Linked DNA regions of Mus musculus: all the other regions are linked to region 1. A link is a contact called in public Hi-C and HiChIP or PLAC-seq data. All regions are on one chromosome and are shown on one strand. The core of a region is the stretch at or near the end of the contact, and the rest is flanking DNA. Distances in the headings are between cores, read along the strand shown. Region 1 holds the start of Ptges3l (prostaglandin E synthase 3 like). Region 2 holds the start of Kcnh4 (potassium voltage-gated channel, subfamily H (eag-related), member 4). Region 3 overlaps Ttc25 (tetratricopeptide repeat domain 25).

The links. Hi-C and Micro-C count contacts between places; a contact is called where the count stands out from the background. HiChIP or PLAC-seq counts read pairs in DNA pulled down with a chosen protein or histone mark.
Region 2: a contact with region 1 is called in an HNF4G HiChIP or PLAC-seq map of pancreatic cancer cells. The contact joins the promoter of Kcnh4 here to the promoter of Ptges3l in region 1. A contact is called at or near these places in 1 of 39 promoter capture datasets (hippocampal neurons), 1 of 115 datasets of contacts at active chromatin or transcription factors (pancreatic cancer cells) and 2 of 9 other capture datasets (adipose tissue and liver).
Region 3: a contact with region 1 is called in a Hi-C map of B cells, with 5 read pairs. The contact joins the enhancer-like site here to the promoter of Ptges3l in region 1. A contact is called at or near these places in 1 of 39 promoter capture datasets (hippocampal neurons), 1 of 484 Hi-C or Micro-C datasets (B cells), 1 of 115 datasets of contacts at active chromatin or transcription factors (pancreatic cancer cells) and 1 of 9 other capture datasets (liver).

The regions. Positions count from the first base shown.
Region 1 is chr11:101,423,339-101,427,327 of GRCm38.p6, reverse strand. Ptges3l (prostaglandin E synthase 3 like) reads left to right here and starts at 2,000. Exons shown (of 7, transcript NM_001357574.1): 1 at 2,000-2,712; 2 at 3,060-3,173; 3 at 3,285-3,351; 4 at 3,450-3,548. The coding sequence starts at 2,705. Rundc1 (RUN domain containing 1) reads right to left here and starts at 2,243. Exons shown (of 5, transcript NM_172566.4): 1 at 1,718-2,243. The coding sequence starts at 2,224.
Region 2 is chr11:100,757,947-100,761,997 of GRCm38.p6, reverse strand. It overlaps Kcnh4 (potassium voltage-gated channel, subfamily H (eag-related), member 4), which reads left to right and starts at 2,220. Exons shown (of 17, transcript NM_001081194.2): 1 at 2,220-2,468. The coding sequence starts at 2,393. Hcrt (hypocretin) reads left to right here. Exons shown (of 2, transcript NM_010410.2): 2 at 1-305. The coding sequence ends at 204.
Region 3 is chr11:100,554,058-100,557,861 of GRCm38.p6, reverse strand. Ttc25 (tetratricopeptide repeat domain 25) reads right to left here. Exons shown (of 12, transcript NM_028918.3): 7 at 3,791-3,804. Among named protein-coding and RNA genes, the nearest start is that of Ttc25, 10 kb to the right of the region's middle. Within about 2 kb of position 1,876, at least 30 of the 459 cell types and tissues checked have an H3K27ac peak or open chromatin away from gene starts, as enhancers often do. A contact at or near this core is called in B cells and pancreatic cancer cells, where this site is marked.

The DNA of each region.
Region 1 (3,989 bases), core at 751-3,250:
TCACTCGCTGTCATCGTTACAGCATATTTGCTGGAATTAATCAAACAAGTTTATCAGCAAGACCAAATAAGTTCTGGGGCAAGGCAGGAAATAATATGTTTAATGTCCAGTACACATTGAGATAAAGTTGAAGGTAATTGGGAGAGACTGGTGAGATAGCTAACTTGGTAGTGTGCCTGCCTCGAGTGTACTAGGTTCTGGGTTCAAACCCAAGCACTGACTAACTCCGGTTGGTCCACCTGCCTATAATCTCAGTATCCAGAAGATGGAGGTGGGATGAGGAGAAATTCAAGGTTAGGAACACCAAGCCTGATGGCTTGTGCTTGATGTCTCGAACTCACATTCTAAGGAGAGAACTAACTCCTAAAAGCTGTCCTCTGACCTCCACAAGTAGGCTGTGACACCAGCACTGTGCTCCTACACACACACACACACACACACACACACACACTAAAACCCAAAAAAACTTCAAGATGATTCTATAGCAAGTTCTGGGTCAGAGAGCCTGTCTTTTAAAAAAAATCAATAATAATAATTTTCAAGAGCTGAGGACATAGCTTAATTGGTGACAGAGTGCTTGTCTACAACATGCAACTTCCTGGGTGCCACCCCCAAGACTGTTCCCTTTGCCCCCCCCAAAGCAGAAAAAATATATCATTTTGCCCAAAGAATGTACTTAACAATACAGCTGCTTAATTGGCAGAGCGAGGACAATTTTTTTATGTCATTACCTTGACAATTTTTTCTGAAAGTGACAATAAAAAATAGAGACAGTACCATCTCTGCCCAGGACCTTCCATGGCATTCAATACTGGACAGGGCCTGGCCACTTTTTAAGTCTGTTGACTTGTGGTTGACTGCTCCTTGTGCAAGGGTATATGGGTATGAGAAGGAAGGAACTGGAAACACTTCAGATCAGCATAAGTCACTATCTCCTACCAATAAGTTTTCTTGGCTAAACCATTTTGAGTGGGAAGAAAGCCACATGTGGACTGCAATCTGCACAACAGGAAGCGGAAAAGGCGGCCTGTCTCAAAACTTCCAGCTTCCAGACGTTCAAAGTTTGTAAGGAATCTTCCCGCGTTGTGGTTTACAGAATTTCCTTGCTTCTTCGGTGTACTGAAGAACGCACTGGTCAGTCAGAAGGCCCCGTTCAGAGAACCCCGTTATTAACCAGGATGGCAGAGCAGTCTGAAAACACTGTCAGGACATCCTTATAGTCAGGTGTGTTTCTTTCCACTGCCAAGGGATGGTGTCTGTTCACCAAAGCCGTCACTGAGATAAGACAGCATAAAGATCACAGCCTATCTATATGCCAAAAAAAGCACGGGGCATTAATTTCAATTTCCATGGATTCCAATTCACTTCCCTTTCACTTAACACTTCTCCCGTTCCCAATGTTCATTCTATCAATAAGTGCTCAGGGTATATACTTCAGGGTAGAGAGAGTGACACAAATACACACTCAAGTACCTCAAAGTCGACAGAGGCAGCACGGCTTCCATTACCAACTGCCTTTTCAATACTCTTTAAGGCTCGCCATATGTCTTTCTGCATCTTCCTGACTCTTCTCTCTATCTTGCATACACGTGCCTATAGTACTTCCAGCTCGGTCGCTCCTCACCCTTTCTACCTCGGTCCGTGTCAGCATCACCACCCACAAACTCCCCGCCTGCATCATCTTCATCCGCATCCGGAACTAGCGGCAGACACTCACCTGGTCCTCACCCCGCACCCGTGGCCGGTCCCCCGGCAGCACATCGCTTTCGTCACCGCCACAAGGGTCTGCCAGCCCCTCGTAACCCAGGACGTGAGGACAGCCGCGGAAGGCAAAGTCTTCGAGCTCGCGCAGGAGACGCTGCTGCTCCGCCGGCGCCCCGCGCACTACCTGGCGCAGACGGAACTGCACCTGCGCGAAGTGCGAGGACAGCGCGAGCAGGGCCGAATCCAGCTGCCGCCGCTCGGCTTCCAGCCGCCTCAGCGTGCGGACAGTCGCGTCGGATGGAGAGCCCGGAGCCGCTCCAGGCTCTTCGGCTGCCGCCGCCTCCGAGAACGTCGCCGCCCCAGGACCGGCCTCGGCCACTGCCCCCACGGGAGCCCAGCGCACAGTCTCGCATGGTGGCAGCGACTCCTCCTCCTCTTCTTCTTCTTCCTCGTCCTTCGCCTTAGGCCCGACAGCGGTCACCACAGTTCCTAGCTCCGTAGCCACTTCCACCGTCGCCATCTTCCCGGAAACGCCGCCCGCACGTCAGTGGCGCCCCCTTGCTGCCATGGCAACGGGCTCTGGCAGGGAAGCCTGGACGAGTGGTGGGCGGGTCTTGCACTCCTCCAATCTCGGGAGGGCCCGCCCCCTCGGGACTTTAATGCATTTTGTGAATTAGACACTTTGAGTTGGAGGAACAAGTGAATGAAACCGAGAACAAGTAACTTCCTGCATATAGGGGCTAGAGTAGCCCTTTCCCTGGATAGAGAGTAGATATTGTATTTCTGATATGTTTATTTCTGGAGACCCCGAGATGTAGAAAACGCTCCCGGTGTCCTTCTGGAGTCCAAATCACTCTTGCTGTCAAGCCAACTTTCTTTCCCTCCCTCGCAACCCTTCCTCCTACCATATAAGGAGAGGCAGCTGCTAGGAGCCTCCTAGAATCTAAAGATAGAGGCCTTTTCTTGGGACTCCAAAAGCCACGGGGCAGCTGGAGTCACCATGGAACGGTGAGTTTCAGGCCGCCATCATACAGGTCCTACATATTCCCCTGTCCGTTTTCCTGCAGATTTCCTCTCCCACATTTGTAGAAGCCGCTGAGTCTGCCCACCAGCACCCCAGACTCCACGTCTCTGTGACTGTGGGTGAGAGGGGGTGGTGAGATCTGAACGTATTTTCTAACTCCTTACTTCCCTTGGCTCTCTGGGTTTATTCTCGCCACCTCTGCCCACTCCCACTACTCCCCTCTGTCTGGTTCAGTGGCACCACGTACGACTCTACTGTCTCCTCCCTCCACCTTTCCATATTGCCTTCAGTCTTGCCCACCCCTACCAAGCCCCACCTCCAACCTCTTCAGGCAGCCTGCCCGGACTCTGTGGTACGACAGACCCAAATATGTTTTCATGGAGTTTTGCGTTGAGGACAGCACCGACGTCAGTGTGCTCATTGAGGACCACCGCGTCGTGTTCAGGTAGTAGTCTTCCCCTGTGGACTGGCCTGGGGTCTCAAGAACCGTTCCTATCCTCCTGGTGTCTCAAGAACTTATCCTGTCACTTCCTATGTCTCTTTACTGTAACTTTAGCTGCAGGAATGGTGATGGAGTGGAGCTGTATAACGAGATTGAATTCTATGCCAAGGTGAACTCCAAGGTGAGGGCAGGGTAAGGATAGTCATATCTGAACAAGAAAGGCTGGCCAAGCAAGGAGACTGGAAGTTTATCCTAAAAATAAGGCTATCTGTCTGACAGGACTCCCAGGATAAGCGTTCTGGTCGCTCCATTACTTGCTTTGTGAGGAAATGGAAGGAGAAGGTGGCCTGGCCTAGGCTCACAAAGGAGGATATAAAGGTGAGTGTGTGTGCAGGAGTGGTCTACTCCTGTGCTCTCCCTTCATCTGAGCATTCTCTCTGTGCACCCAAGCATCAGAGTTATATCTGGAGCTGTGTTTGGCTTCTTTCCAGTCACTATTTTAGGGAGTCCTCTGGGTCGTGTGTATTTGATATTCTATTTATTCTGAAATCTATATATTTCCTCCTAGTCTAGACAGCAACCACCAGGGTTTGTTGGGGGAAGTAGGTTTTTGTCTGTTCGCTTTTGTTTTTGAGTCAAGCTCTTTTGTTGTTGCTCAGGCTGGCCTTGAACTTGCCATCCCTCTGCCTCAGCCTCCTGAACATTGATATTGCAAGCATGTGTATGACATTACAGGTATTATTATCGTTGCCTATTTTCTGTCTCATTTCTTTTTTGTTTGTTTGTTTTAAAGATTTATTTTATTTATATGAGTACACT
Region 2 (4,051 bases), core at 971-3,470, 670 kb after region 1:
ACTCTGGGAAAGCGGCGGCCTGGACCTCCAGGCCTCCAGGGACGGCTGCAGCGCCTCCTTCAGGCCAACGGTAACCACGCAGCTGGCATCCTGACCATGGGCCGCCGCGCAGGCGCAGAGCTAGAGCCACATCCCTGCTCTGGTCGCGGCTGTCCGACCGTAACTACCACCGCTTTAGCACCCCGGGGAGGGTCCGGAGTCTGAACCCATCTTCTATCCTTGTCCTGATCCAAACTTCCCCCTCTGCTCGCCGCTGTCAGTCTCTTGGTAAATGGCAATAAAGACGATTCTCTGTTGGTGTGACTAATCTATGTTTCTGTGTGTCAAGTTCAGGCCTCCAGGGGGCGGGAAAGCATCTTGAGAATTGTGACGAGTCTAGGGCCTGGAAGCAGCTTGTGTTTCTCATTGCAAATACTTATTTGGTCGGGAAGAATCCAGCAAGGAACCTTGCAGTCCTGGGGTGTGTGCTACACATTTGGGAGGGTGGAAATGAGGTACCGATGTGCCCTCATGTTGTTCTACTACCTACTTTATTTATTTAGAAACAGGGTATCCTCGGTTGCCCTGGAAAGATCAGCATGACCTTATACTTAAATGACCCGATCTTACTACCCTCTATTTCCCCGGTGGTGTTGATACTGCAAGTGTGCTCCACCACGCCTCCTTTATGCAAATGCTGGAGGACTGATCCCGGAGCTTCATATATATTAATTAAGCAATCACTCTATCGACTGCTACATCCTCAGCCCCCACTGTTTTATAATAGGGACCTACACAGAGAGGTCCAATACAAGGGCACAGAGTCCACCTGGCAAGGGCTGGATGTAAGGCTGCAGAAGAAGCAAGGCATCTGAGCTTTCATGAGGAGCCTCCCAGAGCATCCATAGTGTGGTCCACTGTACCGTGGTGTGTGAGCAATGCCACACTGGGAAGGAGGTGGGTAAGTTTGTGCAGCCATTGCATAGGAGCAGCAGATGTTACACCTTGTTGTATAGAATGAGAAGTCTGGGGATGGTTTTAAGCAGAGAATGGGCAAAGATTTGTCTCCTGCTCCAGCCAAAGGTGCCTATTGCAGGTTGAAGTGTGCTTCCCCCAAATTCACACGCTGCAATATTAACCCACTCCACCCCACCCCCAGCATTTAGAAAGTGACCTTGCCAATGTTGTCAGCTAAAATGAGACAGGAGCAGAGTATGGTAGACCTGTAATCCAGTATAAGTAGTGTTCTTAAAAAACAACAACAACAACGGGGTGGGGGTGGGGGGATTAGGGTACACAGGGGATTAGGAGAAACAGGAAGAACTCACGTGAACATGGAAATAAAGACCAGGGCAATGTACCCACTAGCTAAGAAATGCCACAGGTCACCAGCCAAGGGAGAAGCTAGGGGAGAGTATGGAAGAAAGAGACTCTTCTTCACAGCCTTCAGAGGAATCCAGCCCTGAGTTGACCTTGAACTCAGATTTCCAGATCCCAAAATCGTTTAAGCCAACATTCGGTGTCCCGTTGCTGTAGCAGTCCTACAACAGTAATGTAAAATCCTAAAGTAGAGACAGCAGGGCCAGCAAGATGGTTCAGTGGACAAAGATCTTGCTGTCAAGACTGAAGAACTGAGTTCCATCCTAGGGACCCACAAAGTGAGAGAACCGACTTCAGAAAGTTGGCCTCTGACCTCCATATCTGCACTACTGGAACAGAAATGTACACACACACACAAATGCAAAAATATATAAATGAAACAACCTTTTAAAAGAAAGAAAGAAAGAAAGAAAGAAAGAAAGAAAGAAAGGAAGGAAGGAAGGAAGGAAGGAAGGAAGGAAGGAAGGAAGAAAGAAAAATATCCCAATTCCAGCAGGAGGCACTGTCAACCAGACACCAGTCGCAGCGTGGGCCGCGCGGGGAAACCCGTGGGGTGGAGCTACTGGAGCAGCCAGGGAACCACGCGTAGGGGCGTGATCACCCTGAAAGAAGGGCGTGGCTACCGTTCCAGTCCCACTTCATCACCTCAAGCCTGGATGGTGGGCGTGTCTCCGAGTCTCTCCCCAAGAGACACGCGTGGGCCGCTCCCCTCTGGGAGGAGGGCCACAGAGGAGGGCTTCGGGTGTCTCTGGCGGCCCCTCCCGGTGCGGAGCCACGTGGTGGGCGCGGGCCGAGCCCTCCGGGGAAAACCTGACCCGTGGGGAGGTGGGGCGGGGTGGGGGTGGCGGCTCTCGAAGTGCTGCGGAGCAGAGCTTAGAACTAACAGGTTCAGAGCACACAGGCAGCGGCGGCGAGAGGAGGGGAGGAGGCAGGCCGGCGCATGGGGCGCCCCGGCCCCGCCGGTAGCGCGCCCCCTCCGGCCAGGCCGCGCTGAACGCAGCCCGCGCAACGCCTCGAATCCGTACCCGGGGCCATGCCGGTCATGAAGGGGTTGCTGGCCCCGCAAAACACCTTTCTGGACACCATCGCCACCCGCTTTGACGGCACGCGTGAGTTGGGCCGGCTGGGTCAAGTCTCCTTGGGACAGGGTGGGTATCTGGATGTGGTGAGATCAGAGGAGAGAGAATGGAGTGCTGGATCTCCTAAAACCGTGGCAAAGAAACGGGGTGCAGAACCCTTGAGAGTGGAGATCAAGACATGAAGCGCCGAGGGTGGAGGGGAAGGTTAGGGGGTGTGACTCAAGGCAAAAGCGGCTCTTTGTGCCACAAGACGGAGGAGGGGCCTTGGGAGCCACCCACACCAGGGCAGAGCTGAGCTGGGAGTGTGTATAGAGGTATCTGTGGTGTGGAGATGGGACAAAGTGCTCTGGTGACTGCAGCTGCCTCTGCCCCAGAAAAGAGAGAGAACAGACTTCGGCAAGACCTAACCGCATTAAGGTCACGCGCCCCCAAATCATGAGATATCTTTGTGTGAGGTGGGCGAGGCAAAGCGGGGGCAAGTACTTGAGAACGAGAAAACTCCCTGCTAGCCCACCTGAGCTGGGTTCCGAAGTTCAGCACCCTGGACAGCCGCACAGCTCCTTCCCCGCCTCTTCTCCCGCCATTCCCAACTCTGGAACCCCTAGGTCTTCCTTTGTCCCTTTTCGAAACCCTGGCCGGCATTAGGAGGGTGGGGGAGCGGTAGCCGAGGGCGGAAACCGAGCCTCCAGGGCCCTACCCCCCCCCCCAACCTCTCTTGTTTCCATAGCGCCAATCACCGAGGCAACGGGCCCTGGGATGGAAGAAGTAGGCTGTGCCCAGGACCCAGTGCTTCCTAGGAACCCTCAGTGTCCCGATCAGACACCCCATCCCCTGACAGTACCCTCTCCTAGGGTCCTTGGACTGTTTGTGCCTCCTACCTCATCAACTAAACCTATCTCTGCGTGTCCCTCCACCCCCAAACCTCTAATCCACTGAAACTAGAGGGAGCCAACTCAGGTTCTGGTGCTGGGGTGGCTGCAGCTCACACCTCAATGTCTTCTCCAGTTTGACTTTGCGCATAAGGAACAGATCCTTTGAAACTCCTTAAAAAAAAAATATATATATATATATATATATATATATCAAAAAGTCGGCATTTCCTGGAAGGCAAGAAAGAGGGATGTGTCTTCCACAGTCTTTCCCTTACTTTAAGCACATTTATGAGTTTGGAAATTTTTCTGCCTTTTGGTTTAACAATAAGAGAGTGTGACATCATCAGAATCTTTGTCCTTGCTCATTAAAAGAGGATGCTGGGGTAGTATCCAAGGATGTGCTTCCAAAATTGAGTGAATTGGGAGTGGGGGAGAATCTTCTAAGTGCCAGCAGGCCCTCCTTCCCAAGTTACCTGATACACCCCATATCCAGGAGGGAAAGGCACATTGTGTCCCACTTTGCAGATAAGAAAGCTGAGGCCTTAAGCCACATTATGTATGGCCACATTATGAGGTGGTAGAAGTGAGTGCTGGAGTCCCTGCCCTTTCCATTCTTAGTTGCTTTCTGCAGTCACACTTCTCCAGCTTGAAGGTAGGAGCATGAACCACACGGCCTCATTGGGGTTCCTTCTCTAGCCCTTCATGGACTCCGGGCCACCCTTGTTGTGTGCCTTCTGCTCA
Region 3 (3,804 bases), core at 627-3,126, 870 kb after region 1:
GCCATCCTGGGGCTCCATAGTGAAATTGTCTCAAAACACAAAAATAAAAAAGGAAGTAAGGCTGTCTAAATACTGTACCAGATACAACACTCTTTTTTTTTTTTTTTTTAATGTGGCAAGAACTGGTAACAAGAGAGTGACTCTCTTCCCAAAGCCCAGTGTCTAAGAGGACCAATAGGATACCAGTGGCCGGGGAGGAACAGGGTGGGATTTCTGGACCTTTTCCTCCATTCCTACTGCCACTCCGGGTCAAAGGCTTTCCTAGAGTGAGACCCTGAGTCCAGGGTCTGATGAATGAGTGGGAGTGGCTTGACAGAGCAAGCTCTGAGGAAAGGGACACCTTGCTGAAGGAGCCAAAAGCATCGAGAAGCTGGGACCCTTTCGATGGCTTCAGGCTGGAATGACCTGCACAGAGCTCTTTACTGTCTGAGGTCCGAAGGAAGCCCAAAGAAAGCCGTGTTGGCTGAGAGCAGCCTGCAACCACTGGGTTTTCACCGGGTTTTCCTTTTGTGGGAGAGCCAGCTGAGGAATCCTGGGGCAGGTGGTCAGGACATGAGCAGGATAGAGGGAGGGAAGTACCCAAAAGCCTCCTGGGTTTCCTCCAAGGAGTGGCTGTCGAAGGCTCAGGGGCTCCTGGAGCAATATATGTGGGACCGATGTAAGGGACAGACTGGGACTGGTTTCATGTGGGATTGCTTACAGGACGTTCAAAGAAAAAGGCCTTGGAGTTTGTTAAACAATAGGGCTAGGGGGGCTGGAGAGATGGCTCAGTGGTTAAGAGCACTGACTGTTCTTCCAAAAGTCCTGAGTTCAAATCCCAGCAACCACATTGTGGCTCACAACCATCCTTGATGAGATCTGAAGTGGTGTCTTCTTCTTCTGGGGTGTCTGAAGACAGCTACAGTGTACTTACATAAAATCAATCAGTAAATCAATCAATCTTTGGGCTGCCAGAGCGACCGGGGCTGGAGCAAGTGGGGCCAGAGCGAGAAGAAAAAGTGTCTGAAGACAGCTAAAGTGTACGTACTTACATATAATAAATAAATACATCTTTTTAAAAAAATAGGGCTAGGGCTTGTGAGAGAAGTAAAAAAAAAATCTATGGGAGATGGTTGCATCCAACGGGCTATCAATACTTTTTTTTTTTCTTTTTGAGACAGGAGTCTATGTAGTCCTGACTGGCCTAGAACTCACAGGGATCCACCTACCTTTGCCTCCCAAGTGCTGTGATTAAGACAGTCAGAGTGCGCACATTTTATCTAACCTTCATGACCCCTGTCAGGTGGTATCATTAGGCCTTCAGTACAGGTGAGGAAACCGAGGGGGATGAGCGACTTAAATCCACACAGCTCTGAGTGACAGAGCTAGGAATCAAGGTCATGTCTGCATCCTACTCCAGGTCTGTCCTACCACTACCACCACCACCCCTGCTCCATTCTAATGGCTGATAACTCAGTCTCCCTCTTTTTTTTTTTTTTTTTTTAAATAATTTTTCAAGACAGGGTTTCTCTGTGTTCCCCTGGCTGTCCTGGAACTCACTCTGTAGACCAGGCTGGCCTCGGACTCAGAAATCCGCCTCTCTCTGCCTCCCAAGTGCTGGGATTAAAGGCGTGCGCCACCATGCCCGGCTCAGTCTCCCTCTTTAGCCCTTAGGAGACATTGCCCAGGAGCAGGTGGCACTGAGGGCATGGTGGCTAAGTGAGGAGAGAGCTAGAGCCAATGTGCACAAGGCTGCAAGTTGCACTGCAGGCAAACAGGGCTTACGGCCGGGAAAGTCATTGCCTGTTATCTTGGGAAGCCTTGAGTCTTGGGAAGAGCCCATTTCTGGGAGTGTTGGTAGCGGTATTATGCTGGATACTAGATTATTTCCCTGTTAATCAGCTGGGAAGGACCGCCGGCAAAGGGCAGTGTGGCTTTGAAGATCTGTGGGAGCAGTGAGAGAGCGATACAGAGGCAGAGACGGACGGACGGACGGACGACAGACGGAAAGGAGAGCAGCAGTTGCGGCTAAGGGCTGAGGCACTGAGTGAAAGTGGGTGGGTGGTAGAGCTTGAATAGGAAGTATCTCCCCAGAGGGCTTATGTGGTAAAGCATGGTCCCCACTTGGTGGCAGTATAGAGAAGCCATTAAGAGCAACAGCATGCCACCAATCCACTGCAAACTGAACAACATACAAGTTGGCAGGAGCCTGAGAAGAGTTCAGAACTGTGGGTGAGTGGACACTGTAGCCAAGAAGGACTCCAGAGGACTTAGAGTCAGGATGCTCGGAGCTAGGGAGATGGTTCAGTGGGTGAAGGCGCTTGCTGCCAAACCTCATGGCCTAAGTTTGATCCCGGGACCTGTGTGGTAGAAATGATCCCAACTGTTCCTCCCATCACAGCAATGCTCTGGTATCCATGTGTGCACACACATACAACGAATAAACACACAGACAATATATATAATAATTAAAAAAAAAATCAGGATTCCCTAAAAGTGATGTATTTCTCTGTCAGGGAGTTTCCAGTTGAGAACAGCTCACTTCAGGGAGACTACTTATCACTGTTAGATGAATACCAGGCACAGTCTTGGGTTTCTGTTTTTCTCTTGTGTGTCTGTATGTGTGTGTGGTGTCGCTGTGCGTGTATATGGTATGCCTGTTTCTGTGGTGTGTGTCTGGGCCTTTGTATGGTATGTGGTGTGTGTGTGTATGTGTGGTATCTGTGCGTGTGTATGGTATATCTGAGTGTGTGTGTATGGTATGTCTCTGTGTGTGGTATGTGTGTGTGTGTATGTGTGTGTGTGCATGTCATGTCTGTGTGTGTGTGTGTGTGATGTATGTGTGTCTGTGAATATGTATGATATAGTATGTCTGTGTGTGTGTGTGTGTGTGTGTGTGTGCATAGCATGTCTCTGTGTGTGTGTGATGTATGTGTGTCTATGAATGTGTATGATATGGTATGTCTCCGTGTGTGTCCGCCTGTAAACTGGAACTGACTGTGCCCAGGGCCTTGAACATGCTAGGCAACTGCCCTACCCACTGAGCGACATTCCCAGCCCTAAGGTCTCAAGTTCTTAGCCTGTACCTTTCTATCTACCCTCCCCTCCACACCAGGGTAGGGACAGTCCAGCACACTCTACTGCGTGGAAACACTGAGACTGGGTGGGGAAGCAACTTGCCTGAGATCCCACAGCCCAGTTGGATCTACCGGACCCCAGACCTTATCCCCTGGGTCACCCCATGGTTCATTTAGCTTTGCCTGACTTTGTGCAGCTTCCTCTTGGCCTCTGTCTCACTCCAGCCTGAAGCTTCCTCCAGCCTCAGGCCTTCCCACAAGGCCGGTGTGCTGTACCCACACCTCCCACCCAGATGTCCTCACCTGTACTTTTTCCTTTTTTAACAGGAGCACAATTGCAACTTAATGTCTATGACTGTGTCACTTTTTTTTTTTTTTGCCAGATATCCAAACCTATATCTGGACATTGCTATGCTCCTAGTGCCAGAAATAACTGATAGGCCTAGAGCCTGATACAAAAATTAACAAACAAACAAGCAAACAAACAAACACCAAGAGCCAGGCCGCTGGGATTTTTAGCCATTATGTTCTTGTGTGTGATTTAAAAAGAAAAAGAAAAAAAAAGTTACCAGCCTAGGTTTGCTTTCTACCCTCAGTCCTGAGTATTCAACCCCTACTTCCACTGGACTCTCCCTCAGGCCTGCCCTGCGGGACAGAAAGTAGGAACAACCTAGGAGCAGCCCTGGCAAAGGCTCTCAGAGGCCTAGGGACCTTGGCCACTGCAGGGCACTCACTGTTCCTTGGCGAT